Regions from separate parts of the Mus musculus genome. Here all the other regions are linked to region 4. Evidence: chromatin contacts called from public Hi-C and HiChIP or PLAC-seq data. All regions are on one chromosome and are shown on one strand. The core of a region is the stretch at or near the end of the contact, and the rest is flanking DNA. Distances in the headings are between cores, read along the strand shown.

Evidence for each region. HiChIP or PLAC-seq counts read pairs in DNA pulled down with a chosen protein or histone mark. Hi-C and Micro-C count contacts between places; a contact is called where the count stands out from the background.
Region 1: a RAD21 HiChIP or PLAC-seq map of pro-B cells shows a contact between it and region 4, with 6 times the contacts expected there. The contact joins two enhancer-like sites. A contact is called at or near these places in 3 of 15 datasets of contacts at CTCF or cohesin (large pre-B cells, pro-B cells and stem cell-derived epiblast-like cells), 16 of 484 Hi-C or Micro-C datasets (3T3-L1-derived adipocytes, the 63-12 cell line, the C10 cell line and 10 more) and 4 of 115 datasets of contacts at active chromatin or transcription factors (bone marrow-derived dendritic cells, large pre-B cells, regulatory T cell precursor and 1 more).
Region 2: a RAD21 HiChIP or PLAC-seq map of pro-B cells shows a contact between it and region 4, with 6 times the contacts expected there. The contact joins two enhancer-like sites. A contact is called at or near these places in 2 of 15 datasets of contacts at CTCF or cohesin (large pre-B cells and pro-B cells), 5 of 484 Hi-C or Micro-C datasets (cerebellum, double positive thymocytes, large pre-B cells and 2 more) and 1 of 115 datasets of contacts at active chromatin or transcription factors (pancreatic cancer cells).
Region 3: a Hi-C map of CD8 T cells shows a contact between it and region 4, with 2.7 times the contacts expected there. The contact joins two enhancer-like sites. A contact is called at or near these places in 15 of 484 Hi-C or Micro-C datasets (CD4 T cells, CD8 T cells, the N1E-115 cell line and 7 more), 1 of 115 datasets of contacts at active chromatin or transcription factors (memory CD8 T cells) and 1 of 9 other capture datasets (embryonic stem cells).

The regions. Positions count from the first base shown.
Region 1 is chr16:93,026,326-93,030,186 of GRCm38.p6, reverse strand. No RefSeq gene overlaps it. Among named protein-coding and RNA genes, the nearest start is that of Gm41499, 71 kb to the right of the region's middle. Within about 2 kb of position 1,331, at least 91 of the 459 cell types and tissues checked have an H3K27ac peak or open chromatin away from gene starts, as enhancers often do. A contact at or near this core is called in the 63-12 cell line, the G1E-ER4 cell line, bone marrow-derived macrophages and 2 more, where this site is marked.
Region 2 is chr16:92,926,025-92,930,142 of GRCm38.p6, reverse strand. No RefSeq gene overlaps it. Among named protein-coding and RNA genes, the nearest start is that of Gm41499, 29 kb to the left of the region's middle. Within about 2 kb of position 1,817, at least 64 of the 459 cell types and tissues checked have an H3K27ac peak or open chromatin away from gene starts, as enhancers often do. A contact at or near this core is called in double positive thymocytes and pro-B cells, where this site is marked.
Region 3 is chr16:93,575,403-93,579,422 of GRCm38.p6, reverse strand. No RefSeq gene overlaps it. Among named protein-coding and RNA genes, the nearest start is that of Setd4, 26 kb to the left of the region's middle. Within about 2 kb of position 2,517, at least 36 of the 459 cell types and tissues checked have an H3K27ac peak or open chromatin away from gene starts, as enhancers often do. A contact at or near this core is called in CD8 T cells and uterus, where this site is marked.
Region 4 is chr16:93,291,371-93,295,099 of GRCm38.p6, reverse strand. No RefSeq gene overlaps it. Among named protein-coding and RNA genes, the nearest start is that of Gm30588, 31 kb to the right of the region's middle. Within about 2 kb of position 1,984, at least 98 of the 459 cell types and tissues checked have an H3K27ac peak or open chromatin away from gene starts, as enhancers often do. A contact at or near this core is called in the 63-12 cell line, CD8 T cells, the G1E-ER4 cell line and 5 more, where this site is marked.

The DNA.
Region 1 (3,861 bases), core at 82-2,581, 260 kb after region 4:
GCACTGCTGAACCAACCCTCCTGCCCATCTTAAGTTCCCTTAATAAGCTATGGCGTATTGAAAGTTTTGTCACTTGCATTCCTCCAGGATAATTATGTTATCACTTAGAAATAAAACAACACATCAGGACTATCAGGAAACTCAATGGTTACATGTACGCTTGTGCACACACAGATACACATGCATGCTTATGAACACACACAGGCACACATGCATGCTTAGGCACACACACAGGCACACATGCATGCTTATGCACACGCACAGGCACACATGCATGCTCATGCATACACACATAGAAACACAGGCACACATGCATGCTCATGCATACACACATAGAAACACAGGCACGTTTTTCTAATCTCTTATACACCTCATTTCAAGAATTTAATCAAATGCATCTTGAAGTATTACTCATGAAATGTTTTATCTCAGCTTTCCCCCTCCCCATTTAAAAGTAAACAAAGAGAGAGGCAGGGGGTGGGGGGAGGAATGATGGGAGAAGAAGAAGCTGACACACCTGCCGTGCAGACATTCGGCCTCCTTCCTCCACCTGTTTCCCAGTCTGACCTTTACCCAATGGTAGCCATGGAGGGACTCTGAAGTCCAGGTTTGGGGGAGTGTCACAAAGGCACATTGGTACAGTAGCCAACAGTATGGATTTGATCTGGGGCTGGAGTTGAGCTGCCCACTAGCTCATCCTGTGTCTTGAGTGATGGTAGTCAGTCTCCCTCAAATTGTGGATGTGATCTGGGAATGAAGAGATATCTGGAAAGTTCTTAGCCAGAGCCAGGCATCTAGGAGGTGCTCAATAAATGCCAGCTGGTTGGTGATGTATGAGCTGCTAAGTGGGTAGAGTTTTTATAGTGCTGTGTGTCCAATTGTGTGGTTCAAATTTATAAATAATTTGGAATAGAAGTAAGAACAAATAATAATTTAAATTAGTAGTTATAGGGGTTTTCTGTTTGTTTTGATTTTATTGTTATTTGTATGCTTTTCGATTTACACAACTATGAAGATTGAAGTCTAAAACATACGACCCTGGCCTCTCTGCTTGATGTTCCTGTGACACATCTGCCTTTGGCGCTGATCTTAGCAGGAGACAGGGATGCTCAGAGAGAACACGCCTGGAAGCAGGTGAATTTGCGCATGACTTTAGAAATCACGGACCACTTCTGGGCCTCGGTTTCCTCATCATAAAACAGGATTTGTTAAGAGCCAGGAGAACAGGACCTTCAAAAAAAGGTTATGACGCAGACCTTCAGAAAAGGCAAGTGTTGCTCATTTTCCATAACTGGTCTCCACCTGCTTCACGGCTTCCCTTTCCCACCACAAAAGGGGAAGCAAAACCAAGCCAGCCTGTGCGAGCATTGCCCCAGCTGGAAGCTAGCAGTGTAGCTCGGGCAACTGCGTTGCTTTTGAAAAATGGTCAGTCTGCTGAAGATCTGAGTTTAGTCACTTTGGGATTCTCCCTGGAGGGTCATCAAAACCCTTAGGTCTCTACAGTCTGCCCTGAAAGCAAGGTGGGATTGGTAGCTGCTAGAGCCACTTTGGGTCTGAGGGCTGCCTTCTGAGTTCCTTCTGCTCTGTACAACAGCAAGGTAAAAATAAAGTAATGCTTAAAGCCACATGTCACTTGATCCCATGGCTGTGAAATGCCTCAGGAGCTGAGAGTCCTCTGTGGGCATGTAGAAATGTAGTGCGCGTATATACACCTGGGCACACACACATTCACTTAAAACAGACAAACTGACAAAGGGATGTGAGAGTAGGGTCTTAGCTGCGTGGGGTGGGGGTGGGGGTGGGGGTGGGATGTAAAATGTAGAGTCACTGCCATACAGATTTCTCTCTGGGTGATGGAATATTCTGGAAATGGGCAAAATGATAGTTGCACATTAAGAACAAAACAGAAGCTGTTCCGTTTTATATTAGAAAAGAATGATTTTTTTTTTTAGAATGGAAATTACACCTCAATTTTTAAAAATAACTCACCAGAATTTAAGTTGCTCTCTCCGTGCTTCAGTTACTTTGTGCATACACTATTACAACTGGAATTTCTGGTGCTGTGGGAAAGGAATCAACCTTGCTGTGGGTCTGCTCCTGAGCTACTTTGTCGCCTGCTGCTGGTGTATCGATGCTTTAGTTATTGCTCGGCCTCAGTGTGAGCGAGCATGTCTCGCTTTCTTCTCAGTCTAGAAGATCGGAACGGTCCAGGAGAGTGAACTTTTCTATCTCCACGTCAAAATCAGTTTTTCTGTGTTGTAAAACTAGGTTGAGACTTTGGTAAGAATTTCATCTATTCTATGAGTCAGTCAGGGGGTGGGGGGGCTGTGATCCTAACTCCCTTAGGGTGTCTGTTGCTGGAATGAAACACCAGGACCAAGGGCAACCAGTGGAGGCAAGTGTTTGTTTCATCTTACTGCTTGTAACCCACCATCAGGGGAAGTCAGGCCAAGAGCTCCAGGCAGGAACCAGCAGGCAGAAACTGATGCAGGAGTCATGGAGGAGCATAGCTAACTGACTATATGACTTGCTTGGGCTTTTCTTACACACCGCAAGACCACCAGGAAGGGCACTGCCTACAGTGGACTAGGCCCTCCCCCATTGTTCACTAACTAAGGAAATGCCCTACAGTCTTGCCTACAGCCCAATTTTAGGGAAGGCATTTTCTGAACTTAGAGTCCCTCTTCCCAAATAACTCTAACTTGGGTCAAGTAAAAAAAAAATGAACTAGCCAGGATACTTAATATACTTAGTCTTCCAGGACATGTCTATTGCTTAATTTAGCTGTTGAGTTCTTGAAGTTGGATTTTGTGATTTCATCCATGTTTTATAATTCCAGCATACAGAATACAGGCCCTACCTATTGTTTTGTTAAAAGCACACATATATTTATTATTATTATTATTATTATTATTATTATTATTATTATTACTATTATTGGGGGAGAGACAAAGAGGAGAGGTGGGTAGGTAAACACAGTGCTCAAACATACCATGGCATTCCTGTCCCTTGGGACACTGAGTCCCAAGGATTGAACTCAGGCCTTCAAACTCGTGTTTGCAATCATTGTCTCCTCCTGTCCACTCGTGATCTGGGTAAATTCTGAGCTCCGTATGTCAGTCATGCTTGTGGCCACTCTGCCCAGCTTCGTACTTTAGTTATGCCGATGGCTACTCTGCTTGCTGACTTGACTTGGTTCTGAGAAGTATGCTTCTTATGGTTGTATAATTCCCTGAGGTTTTGTCTTTAGTGCATTTATTTATTTAATGGGATTGGGGGTGGCGGCTACAAGCTATAGTGTGTATAGAACAACTTGTAGGAGGTTGTAAGTGTGGGAATTGAACTCGGGCCGTCAAGATTGGCAGCAAGCACCTTTACCCACTGAAGCCATCTCTGCCCTAGCTACCCGAATCTTGTATGTAAACAGGAACGTCATTAACAAAGAAGGATGGCTTTATTTCTTCCTGTTCGATTTGAATTCTTTTTTGTTTATTTTTCTTGCCTTACTGCAGTGGCTGGAATTCCATGTTCGAGTTTGAGTTAAAATGATGAAGAAAATAGTCATTCTAGTCGTGGAGCATGGGAATTCAATCTCCCACTGTGGAGACTGCTATCGTGAGTCCCTTTTTATGCCCCGTGTTCAGCAGCAGCACACTGGATTACTCGGGGATAAACAGCAGCTCTTTGCAGGGGAGACTGACGGTTTTTTTCTAGGCTGGCTTCTGGGAAGTGAGAATGAAAGCTTCCGTCTTGGGTGTCTTCCCTCAAATCTTTCTGATGGTTTCAAGAAGCACTGGGCTCCTGCCTGAGTCTCCACCCTGAGTCATTTTTCCTTTCTTCTTTGTTCCATACAGAAGAGAG
Region 2 (4,118 bases), core at 568-3,067, 360 kb after region 4:
AGGAGGAGAGAAGGAGAAGGAGGAAGAAGAGGAGGAGGTGGAGATGAAAAAGGAAGAGGAGGAGGAAGAAGAAAGAAGAGGAGGAGCAGGAGGAGGAGGAAGAAGAAGAGGAAGAGAAAAGGGAGAAGCAGGAGAATGAGCAGGAGGAAGAGGGAAAGGAGGAGGAGGAGGAAGAGGAGGAGGAAGAAGAGAAAGAAATCTGTAGTAAAGGTCTCTCAGTCCTGTGAAGAGAGCCTGTTGGCCAGCTGTAAATTTTCAACAAGTTGTACAGATGCCCTTGGACAAAATGTGACATCTCTGTGACACTATGGGTGCCCATCTATGGATACAGGGAAACTCTGAAGGAGGAGGATGTTGTGAAGCAAGGTGTCTGCAGATTTCTGAGACCCCTTCAGCATGTCTGCTGCATTGTCTCAGAAGCCTGCTCCTTCCCTCCTCACCTACAGCTGACGGGTGGACACAGGCTCTAGATCCTTGCTGACACTCTAGAGCAGTATCACAATGGCAGAAATCCTAACTAAGATTCCTTGGTGTGTACCATATACGGCTGTGGAGCTTCTAGTAGGAAGCAAATACCCAGACACTAAGTGCTTGAATCTGCCTAGAGTAACCACCTTCAGCCCAGGAAACTAATCAAGGCTGGAACACATGTGAACTGGCAAGCCCTAGGTTTGAAGGATAAGTGGGAAAGAGTGTCATCCTAGAGTCTGTTGGGGGAAGAATGGATAAAAGAAAGAGTGAGTGAAAGGCAGGTCTGGACCAGATGACCTGGTTTCCTGAGGAACCAGTGAGGTAGGGGGAGGACCAATCATTGTTTGAGTTATTGATGCAAATGGGACACCCAATGCAGTGGTGTTTGGAGGGTGGGAAGGAAGGTGCATTTGGAGTCTCCCTGTGCAAGACAAGAGATAGTGTATTCACTGGGGAGATAACTCTCTTTGTAGAGAGAAGGCTTGAGTCTCAGTGTCCTTACAGAGAGGTAAGGCTTCTCTTACCCAAGAGAGTCATCCCTTCATGTGCAGCAGACATAGCTCCCAGCAGCTAGAAACACCTGCATCCTTTGGTTCCTCCAAATCTCTGTTCATTCCAAGGCCAGGCTACAGAACGAGCTTCCTAATGAAAGAGGAGGAGGATGGAGTTCATGGACACTCTGGTTGGATCTTCACCTTCGATTCTGTGTGGCAACCTGGCTTCAGGGTGGCATTCCATGGTGCCCACTTGTGCCGTGGCTTGATGCTGCACGAACCAGCTAGAAAAACCTGGCAAGCATGGGTCTCAAGTGGTGAATAATTTCGAGATCTGACATCTCTGAGCACGGGTTCTCCCTTTAGCCTTCTGAGGCCCGCACTGCTTGAGGAACATCACAGCAGAGAGGCAGAGGTTGAGAGGAGTGTGGGAAGGAAGACGCCCTCCTCTGACTATCTGACTATACTTCTCATACCACCCCAAGATGGACCCTGCACACCCCAGGCTGCAGCAAGCCATCAACATGACAGGGATTCAGGGGCCTGACTTGGTCTTCCCACGTGTGCTCAAGCTGTTTCCCCTGCCTGGGGAGTGAGGAGGGGGGGTGCGGGGGGGGGGGGGGACTGGAGACTTTCACACCTCCTTCCTCTGTCGCTCCGATACCTTCCACATGTGGGACACAAGGGAGGCCAAAACCTTTTCCTTCTTTGACTGGGCTGATTGATTTCACATGCCCACTCCATGTGTGTCTGGGCTGCCGGAGGATCTGACACGCCCATCACCCATCTGCTCACGCTTAGAGAGGGCAGAGACCTGGAAGCCACACATGGCAGAGGTCTGCCTCTCCACTCCCTGGCAGGAAATACCCTATACTGCAAGCTTTCTTCTAGTTGAGCATATAACCGTGAAGTGGGGCCTCTGCCTAAAGAGCTTCATATAATGCTGGGCAGGTTGTGTAAGCCCATTAAGCCTCACTTTCCTTAGCTGTGCAATGGGGCTAATGCCAAGATGTGTATACAAATGGATCGGGATGATTCTGGTAACTGCCTCAGGCATCAGGCTTCACACTGGCTAGCCATCCGTTTCTCCACAGAGAATTCTGTCTGCCATTGTATTCTTCTCCCACATCTGCTCCTAGATATGCACCCACTGAATTCCTTACTGCACACCTAGAGAGGAAGACAGACAAGGAGAGGGGGCCACAGGGTCCCTGTGTTCATTTGTCTGAGACCAACCTGCACGGTTTCCAGTAGCTCTCCCTCCACCACCACCACCACACTGCTTCCTGTCAGATGTCTGCTGCATGTTGCCTTCCCCCACCACCCAGGCAGCCCCATCCTGAGTTGATTTAGGGAAGGTCTTTCATGTGGCCCCCTGGATCTCTAAACCCTTCCTGGAGCAGATTTATTCATCTCTGTTCCCGTGCCTCTTTTAACTTGGTGCTTGATTTTGATTTGTTTCCTGGATTTCCCAGCTGAGCCCAGAGATGGGGATGAAAACTTCCATTGGTGGCAGCCACGAATGTCATAAAGGAGTCAGCCGCAGCATGTTTATGGAGGACAGCTGGTCCCCAAAGCAGGGAGAATGGGGTGCAGAGTGGAACATTCACCTGGCACGGAGTTGTACTACTGTATGTGTAGCGCTCTCTCTCTCTCTCTCTCTCTCTCTCTCTCTCTCTCTCTCCCTCTCCCTTTCCTTTTGCTGATTATTAGAAGGACTCATAGCCCTGATAATTTGGAAGACTGCCTATTATTGTGATGCATTACTCCACTTGCTTATTTGCCGTAATAGATGAAGTATCTATCAAACTAATCATAAACGTGGCAATAAGCAAGTGAACCTTGCCTTTCCCTTCCCTGGCCGCTCACTATGTCAATTTTTTGACAGGGCCGTTGTTTTTAATCTCAACTTCTAGTTATTGGCCCAGAAGTGACATTGCACATTTTTCAAGTTAACTGCACAGAAGGAATTAGTAAGGCCTATATAAACCACTGTGTGCTGCACACAGTAGCCCATCTACCTATAACAGTTGGGAAGCACTGATGAGATAGAAAACAGCTTCCAGAAGGGTCTCTGTGGTTCAGAGCTTCACAACCCCGCCCCACATCCACAAGTGTATGCGAGTGACGGTCTAGACAGTATGACTTTGCAAACCGTGTGGTCTCTGGCAAGTATTCTACTCTGATCTCACAATCCGAAAGCAATTTACTTGTGGCACTTGATGAGTGACCATGACTATGTACAAAAAAAAAATTATTTGTGGACACAGATAGTGGGAACCAGCATTCATCTATGGCCCATAGTCTGCTGACTGTTTTCTTAGAATAAAAGTTTGTTATGCAGGACGAGGACGGTAGCCCCGCTGACAGAATACTTGCCTAACATGAACAGAGCACTTAGCCCTGGGAGACAGGGCTGTCTGTCACATTGGTGCTTGGAAAGTAAAGGCACGAATCTCATCCTTGGAGACATAGTTTGAGGTCAGCACTGGCTCAATGAGACCCTATCAAAAACAAAAGCTTAGGAGGGCTCAGAATCGGGACTACCCAGCAGGAAGTGATGCTCACCCTTTAGTGTTTTAGCTTTGGGCATCCTGTGTGAAAACTTAGCTCCTTAAAATCACAAGGGTTCAAGTCTCCTGTCCAGAGCCTTTGCCATAGCAGCAAACTCCCACTGCAGGGAGAACACTGGCCTGTTTGTTTCCCCCAAGGTCTATGAGCCTCTGGAAGTAAGTAGCTTTGACCTCTTCCTCAAAGTCTAAAGCATAAACAGTGAGACCTCCTACATCCTGGATTTAAAAACTATTAACAGAAATGCTGAAAGGACTCAAACTGAAGTTGGGAGACATAACCCAAAGGAATGGGTCTCAACTGGGGGTGGTCTGGCCCCAAGTGACCACTTAGCAATGACTTTTATCTCTCACCCAAACTACTGAGCAATGTGGGCCAAATCTCCTCGGTAGTTAGACAGGCTCTCCCCGTATCACCTGCAAACATGGGCATGACAGGAAAGCCAAAGTAACCTATAAAAACCATTCTGCGAGTCCGTTAGACTTTACTGTAGAGACCACAGCTGCTGCTGAGCACCCTGCACCAGACAGCTCCCCTCTGGCCCCAGTGAAGAACTCTGCTGATGTTGAGACAACCTGGAAT
Region 3 (4,020 bases), core at 1,268-3,767, 280 kb before region 4:
GGGTCTGTCCTTCCACCGTGTGATCCCAGGATCTCAGGATGGCAGGTGTGGTGGCAGGTGCCCACCTCCAGTGAGCCATCTCATCAGCTCAATTCTTTTTCTCTTTTTAAGAATGTATTCACCTGTGGTATGTGCATGACATTGATAAGCAAGTCACCTAGCTGTGTTTCCATAAAACTGTTTTCAAGGCCACGTTTGCCTCTGTGCTATCTGAGGATTTCTTCTCCTGCTACCTTAGTAAAAATTTTTCCTTCATTCAAAATGAAAGCCCTTGAACTTCAAGACTTTCACAGACACCACGTGGTTCTACTTGTTTTATTTTTACTTGTATTGTTATTTTTAACCCCTGATTGAGGGTGGGGCCGCCTTGCTGACTGGGTCTATAAGTGTACTCTTGCTCAGGGTGGACAATCGCTTGTCTCATGATTAGAAAGAAACCCTTGCGCCACGGCTACTCCACTGCAGTTCCACAGACACAGTTACATACGTGATGCTTCGGGTCCACAAGCAGTCAGAGTTTATTTGAAGGACAGTTGTGTAGTTCTAGCTTGCAGACAGTTCTTGGCTCACGTAGACACAGGAATGAATGAGAAACCACAGGCTCCTGGCAGGAAGTCTGGAAGTCTGGCTTCTGACAGGGCCTACTGTGGCCTCCAGGTAAGGCCAGCTTTTCTAGGCTATTCCATCTTGATGTGTTCTTTAAAAACAACACAACCAACACAACAATGGTCAGAGCTGCCCCACCTTGGGAAGGCCCAGCCTTGGTACTGTCTCTTTGTTTTTGAGTACTGAGCACCCTGCTCCTGTACCCTTTACCTTGGACAGGACCCATGGTTCTGAGTCTGAAAGTGGCCAGACTCAGGCTAGAAGGTCTCAAGTTGGCCAGCAGCGATTCTGTCCTACATGGCAGGTTAATGTTTGGCCATTTTGTCCCAAGAGAGAAAGTAGAACAAGCGCACACTGGTTTCTGAGCTGGAAGCTGCACCTGGGACCTTTGTCAGGAATTCGACAAGTTGGATCACCCAGGAGCAAACTTGCTTTTATAGAACAAGAAAGTCAAGTGTGAACAGAAGGGAGCATGGCCCATAGGAGGGAAGAAGTGGCCCAGTGAGTGTGTTTGTGTCTCCTCATGTGGCCAGGTGTGTGTCTGTGTGTTTGTGTATTGTATGGGGGGGGGCACGTGTGTACCCAGGAGTGCAGAGATCAGAGGAGCTGCCAGGTGATCTCTGCCTATGCTGACTTGGAAGACAAGCGATGTGGGATTCTGAAGGAGGAGGCCTGGACGCTACCGAGTCATTTCCTGAACTCTTGACAAAGACATTCAGCACACTTGACTTCGGGTCAGTGGCGATTTGCCTTGAGAGTGACTTGAAGCAAGTCTTCATGGATTCAGCATATGAGGATCGGGGCTAAATGGGACCTTGGGATTATCTTTTAGAGCCCCCATTTTGTGGTGGAAGCCCCAAGAGTTTGAGAAACACTCTGAGGAGAAGCCACAGGACCAGAATCCATGTCCCTGCCCATTTTGATGGGTTTTCCCCTTCCTGCATCCACCTCTCAGACTGCGTGGTCTAGATGCCCTTCTTCAGGGGTCCCTGAAACCATCTGGAGCCAGGAAACTGGATCAGGGCTGTGGGAGGAGAAAGGGAAGTGGTACCCTACACCCAAGAAAAAAAGAAGACTGTCGGTATGTCTGTCTGTGTCCATCTTTCTCAGCTGTCACAGTATGAAATATTGAGTGCAGCTTCTTTTAGTGATAGAAGCCCAGACATTGAGACACAAGTGACCTGGTTCACATCATATGCTGAGATCAAAACAAGAAGTGTCTAGTGTGTGTTCTTTGTGTGTGTTTGTGATATAATGGGACACACAGAGCCTACCCCGTAATTACTGGGACAGTAAACAATTTCAGTCCACCTCTGGGAGACTCTCAACTACTTTAAGATCAAAAGGTGTTCAGAATGTGGCTGCAGACTCAAGCCAACCCTAAAGGGGAGGGGGAGTGTTCTGACTGCAGAGGTCTCTTTGGAGTCTCTGAAACCGGTTTTGTTATTTTGCCTCCCAGGTCTTGTCTGTACATTGGATCCCCACTGCCATCCCGTAAGATGATGTGCACCCCTGAAGAGGTTCTCACTTGGAGTGTGCCATGGTGTGGGGGCCATTAAAGATCCCAGTGTTCAGCTGTCTGCAGTTTCTCTCTGAGACTCTGGGATACAGGAGCAAGCTGCTACAACTTTCCCAGCTGGAACATTCCTGTTTCAAAGACCTTCAGCTATGAAGGGAGACGAGAGAGTGGTTACTGTTACACAATCTCTTAACTGGTAGCGTTTGGTGCTAAGTAAAGAGGCAGCCAATGCTTTATTTATTGTTTAGTTCAAAATCAGAGTTAAATATAGGTATCCAGTGTACGACAAATAATATACTTGATATTTTCTCAGGAGGCTCCCTTAAACACAGACACAACTTCACGGACTTTGCAGTCTTGAGTCATTACACATTCGTCCACCAGGTGGCGCCAGAGGACTGTTGCACTAAGGATGCCGAGTTGGGCTTTTAAAAGGGCTCCATCAATTCAAGTCACCAAAGGTGTCCCTCCTAGTGCTCCCCATATTAGCAGGAGCCAAATAAGGCAAAACAACTCCCTGTTTTGCTTTTGGGACAAAAAAGTCAGACGGTTACTTTCCTTTTGGGAAGCAGTAACTGTTCAACCAGCGAGCACTGAGCAGATGAAGGGATATGAAGCAGGGACGAGGCTTGGCCAGTGTGTATGAGGGGTGAGTTCAGGGCGGAGGAGGGGCCAACTGTGTTGCGCTACAGATGAGCCCTAAGTAAATGAATAATGTCTTCAGCACTGCAGAGAAAGACCAGGCAGACGCCAACTTCCGTCTTAATTGAGAATTTAGACACTACCCGAAGGACAGGCAAACACAAGAGCTGCCTTTAAGGAGCTGACTGGACCACCCACGCAAAGTCCTCAGGGCCTCAGAGTGCCTCATCTGGTAGATGTTTCTAGAAGGGTGCGTTTTGTGGAGTGCTGGGAAGAATCTTTTTCTGCGGACAGATCGCTCAGCATGAGAGGGGTGCGCTAGATCTGGGGGCAGAGCTTCGAGGCACTCTTGGCTCTTTTGTCCACAGGCAGCTGACAGACTGCAGATCACTGCGGACTGACTTAGTCCTACCACCCACCAACTTGACACTGGTGGTCTCAGGAAAAAAACAAAAAACAAAAACAAAAAAACCAAGCAAACCCCATGGCCGGCCAAGTTTCCTTCTGTAGTGACCTGTTTCTGCATCTGAGATTCAATCAGCCTTGCGTTGAAAATTGTTTTGGTTTGCTTTCTGTTGCTGCGATAGAAACACTATCCAAAAGCAACTTGTACCTCATCCACTGTCAGGTCACTGCCCATCCCAGAGGGACATCAGGGCTGAACTGCTTGCTATTCACAAAGCCTTGCTTCCAAACTGGAAACGCACTGACACCCAAGGACACACAGCAGGACACAGGGAGGCAAGCTGTTTGCTGGCTTATGCTCTGCTAACTTCCCTGTACACACAGAACTACCTGCCTGGGGACAGTACAGCTCACGGTGGCCCGGACCTTTCTACACCAATTAATAACCCTGACAGTCTGCACAGGTCAGTCTGATCTAGGCAGTGCCTCAATCCCTGCTTTCCTCTCAGATGACTGTAAACTGTGTCAAGTCAGCAGTGAATGGTAACTAAGTCAACAGCACACCTATTGGTGCAATGTTTACGTTGGACTAAGCTTTAAATAGTAAAGATTTAAAGCACACATATGTGTGGGCGATTTGCAAATTGTTTGCCATTTTGTGAGAGGGCCTTGGTATCCACAAGGGAATCCAAGGATGCTAGATACCTGTCTTCTGGGTTGGTCTGTGTGACCATCAGTAATCCATTCATACTGTGGCACCCCTAAAGGGGGTAGCTCTGCTTAGAGGACTCCGGGTGGTGACAGTTTTTGTCTCTTCACTGGGGAGCATAACTGATCTCAAATATCAA
Region 4 (3,729 bases), core at 735-3,234:
AAAACACAAAGTTGTGTATTTATTTTATTTTATTTTTTATCTTGGAAAAATGTCTGTATCATAATAAAGTCTCTCAAGACACCAGCTTGAGTCACGTCCCTCTGAGTTGGCACATCCAGCAGCAGGCCTTGGGTGTCGCAGGCCCTCAATAAGTGATTGTGTATCGAAGATGTTTGCTCTCCTCAAAACCAGTCGCCACAAATCAGCATCAAGTCAGGCCAGGCAAGAAACATTCTATTTTTAGTAGAGATGGCTCATTATGTTTGTCTGTGTCACTGAAACGTCTTAAATGAAAGAACAAACAAGCAAACAAACAAGCAAGCAGAATGATCATAGGTGGGGACGCTTGTTTTGGACATTAGCTCCACCCCTGGTGTAAATATGTTACTTTGTAACATAATGTGAAGATTCTCCTTAAGTACTGAGTTGAGTGGCCACCACTGCCTGCATTTCTTACCTCAGCCTAGTGGTGTCATTCTCAGATTAATCTGAGAAGCATCGGAAGCAGGGGAAGTTAGCCTCCAGACTCTGCCTCTCCGCTTTCTTCCTTTAAGTGTGTGTGGGGGGGGGGTGCGGGGGGGGGATGGGATGGGGGAGGGGGGAGGGGTGTGATTCTGCAGGCAGCACCACACAATTTTTTTCTCATCTGCATCTTTAGAAATGACAGGTGACTGGGGGAATCTCAGTGGAATTTAGCGAACCAGGTCCATGCAGCCTGCAGAAACGGTGTCTTCACTTCTGTATGGCTGTGGGGTCGTCACGGCCACTTGTCTACCATGAAGAGGTAGGAAAACCCTTTGGACTTCAACTGAGATGCCAGTCCCATGGCCAGCTATCTCCTTGTATGTCCCTTTCAACTGAAAAAGACATCATGTGATAACAGTTTTTATTTTTTTCCTGTTAATTATATTTTCCCTCCATTTGTAACAGCAATGAATACACTTAGAGAGATGGACTCTTTTGTGCTACAACAAACAAGCAAGGACATAAAGTAAACAAATGTTTCATAAGAGATAAGCAAAAGCTGCAATTATTACCATATGTAGTCGGTTTGTCTATCACCTGTCTGCATATCACCTATCTGTCTGTCTGTCTGTCTATCTATGCATCTATAAATCTATCTATCTATCATACATCTATCTATGTATCTATCCAAACACAGAGGAGGGAAGAAAGGGGAGAAGGGAGAGGGAGGGAGGGAGGAGAGAGAGAGAGAGAGAGAGAGAGAGAGAGAGAGAGAGAGAGAGAGAGAGAGAGAGAGAGAGAGAGAGAGAGAGAGAATCCTTTAGGAGAAAGGATTTGTCACATTCTGTGTTTGTAAGCAACTTTACTATTGTAGACAGTCAGTGTATTATCACGATGGCCCCTGGTGTATGTGCCATTACTGAGTATTTGGGGGGTGGGTTCAGGTTCTAGTTCTGTAGCCCCAAGTCCTTGGAGCACCATTTCTTAAAGCATTCTGTTTTAATCGTGTTCTTATGTGATTCATAGAGTGAAGTAAAGTTTTAAGGTAAATCTTATTAGGATGTGACTATTCTAATTTGAACCAAACAGAAATTCAGTTCCCGAACTTCTCTGGTATGCGCTCAGCAGGAGACCTGTGAAGTGAGCAAGACCTCTGCCCCTCCCTCTGACAGGCGACAGGCCTTCCCTGGTGTCAAGGTTGCTGGTGGAGGAAATGAAACCAGGACAACAGGGACAAAGATCATATAGCTACAGAACAGCAAGAAACTTGAAGAATCCGTGGCTTGAGTCTCCCTTTCCTCAAGGCTTCCAGTGGGTCTCGCGGCTTGGTCCAGGCAGTTGATGGGGTGGAATGCTGAGTGTGGGGGAGACTAAGTCTAATACAACGGGCAGCGAGCATGCCTGTGTGTCCTCCAGGGGGAGACATTTCTCTTTCTCCCATGGCTGTGTGTTACCCAAAGCTAAGGTGGTCAGTGACACATTTGCAAGGCATGTCTCTGGGACACAGAGCAGAACAGGCTTGCAGAGCAGCTGCCCTCTGTGAGACTGAAGACCGAACGACTGTCTGTTTGCCCTCCAGTCCACACTGTCTAGAGGCCAACTGCTGCTCCTGGCCAGCAGCGCCTCAGGCCTTCCCATCACCACCCCAGAGAAAACCGTCAGAAGAGCATTGGCAGTTGTATGTTCTTACAGGAGGCCTGGAGTGTCCTGTAGGGACCACCGTAGGGACAATAAGAGCCAGGGACATAGCCTGGCACTTGAAAGATCTGCCACACTGCCCAGTTTGATTTTACGTTTCTCCCTTTCAGCCACTGTTTAGCTGTTCAGTTTACTAGAAATGTCTGTAGTTCTTAAGTGGCTGGTGGCCATTTTTCAAGGACTTTCTTTCTTGGTGTCATTCCTCTTAAAGAATGAACTGCGCAACCACATGCGTCTAGGAGGGTGGGCGAGAGAAAGGAGCAGGCACAGGATTCAAAGAAGTCAATTTAGCTACTTATTAACCGTGCCTGGAAATGTGAAGAGGAAAAGGTGGGAACTAATGACTCCAATGGGTGTTTGAAAAGAACTGGCTCTTTTGTTCCCAGCTCCGTGAACCCTCTCTTTGGAGAACCCAGAGCTGGTCCTCAGTCAATGAGTGTGGCAAGGATCATTTCAAGAACAAATTGAGGAAACGTAGGCACGGGTCTTTCATCGCCTTTTCGCGGTGATTAGATTTATTTACCTCCCTTGCTGGCCCCTTCTCTTTCATGCTTTCCAACCGCTTTAAAATCAAGAGTGAAAAATGAAACCGAGTTCCGGCTTTTAAGAAAATGAGAGAGGGTGGGGGCTGGGCTGGCTGACAGGTGCACACTTCCTGGGAGCCAGAGAATAGCAAGAAGTTTAAGAAAAGAACTGTGTGACCATAGCTGGCCTTGCCTGGGAGAAAGTCACTAATTGAAAGTCTGGCCAACGTTAAATGTGCTGGTGAAGTGCACTGATTTATTGGGACCAGTGTGGGGGAAAGGTCTGTGGAGCAAATTGAAAGAACAAACAGGGAAACGGTGTGTTTTCCTCGCCGAGAGATAGCTCCAAACGTTTGTAAAAATCACTTTGTATTTCAATCCCCCTGCAAAACGGTGAAAAGTTCTGGTTCCTAACTTCTAAGAGTTACTGTGAAAACCCTTACAACATCCCTAAGGTGTTCCTTCCTTGCGTGGGATCCTGTCATCCTCGTGACCGTGTGAGTTCGGGGGGAAGCAGAATTTTGTGAAAATGTTTCTCTACTTTAGACTTTTCTACAACTTTCTACCCAATTAGAGGATGTTAGTGGGGTTTGCTGCGTAGTGTGCTGGTATTTTGTGACTCGCAGGCGCTGATCTGTTTCCCTGGCTGTCTCACAGTTCATGAAGAAGTCTGCTCTAAAAAATGGCTTCTCACCATTCTGAGGGCCATCCCATCCCATCCCATCCCATCCCCCCCACCCCATCCCACCCCACCCCACCCCATCCCATCCCATCCCACCCCATCCCACCCCACTCCATCCCATCCCATCCCACCCCACCCTACCCCATCCCACCCCACCCCACCCCATCCCATCCCACCCCACCCTACCCCATCCCGTCCCATCCCATCTCACCCCACCCTACCCCATCCCACCCCACCCCACCCCATCCCATCCCACCCCACCCTACCCCATCCCATCCCACCCCACCCCATCCCATCCCACCCCACCCTACCCCATCCCATCCCATCCCATCCCATCCCCCCCACCCCATCCCACCCCAC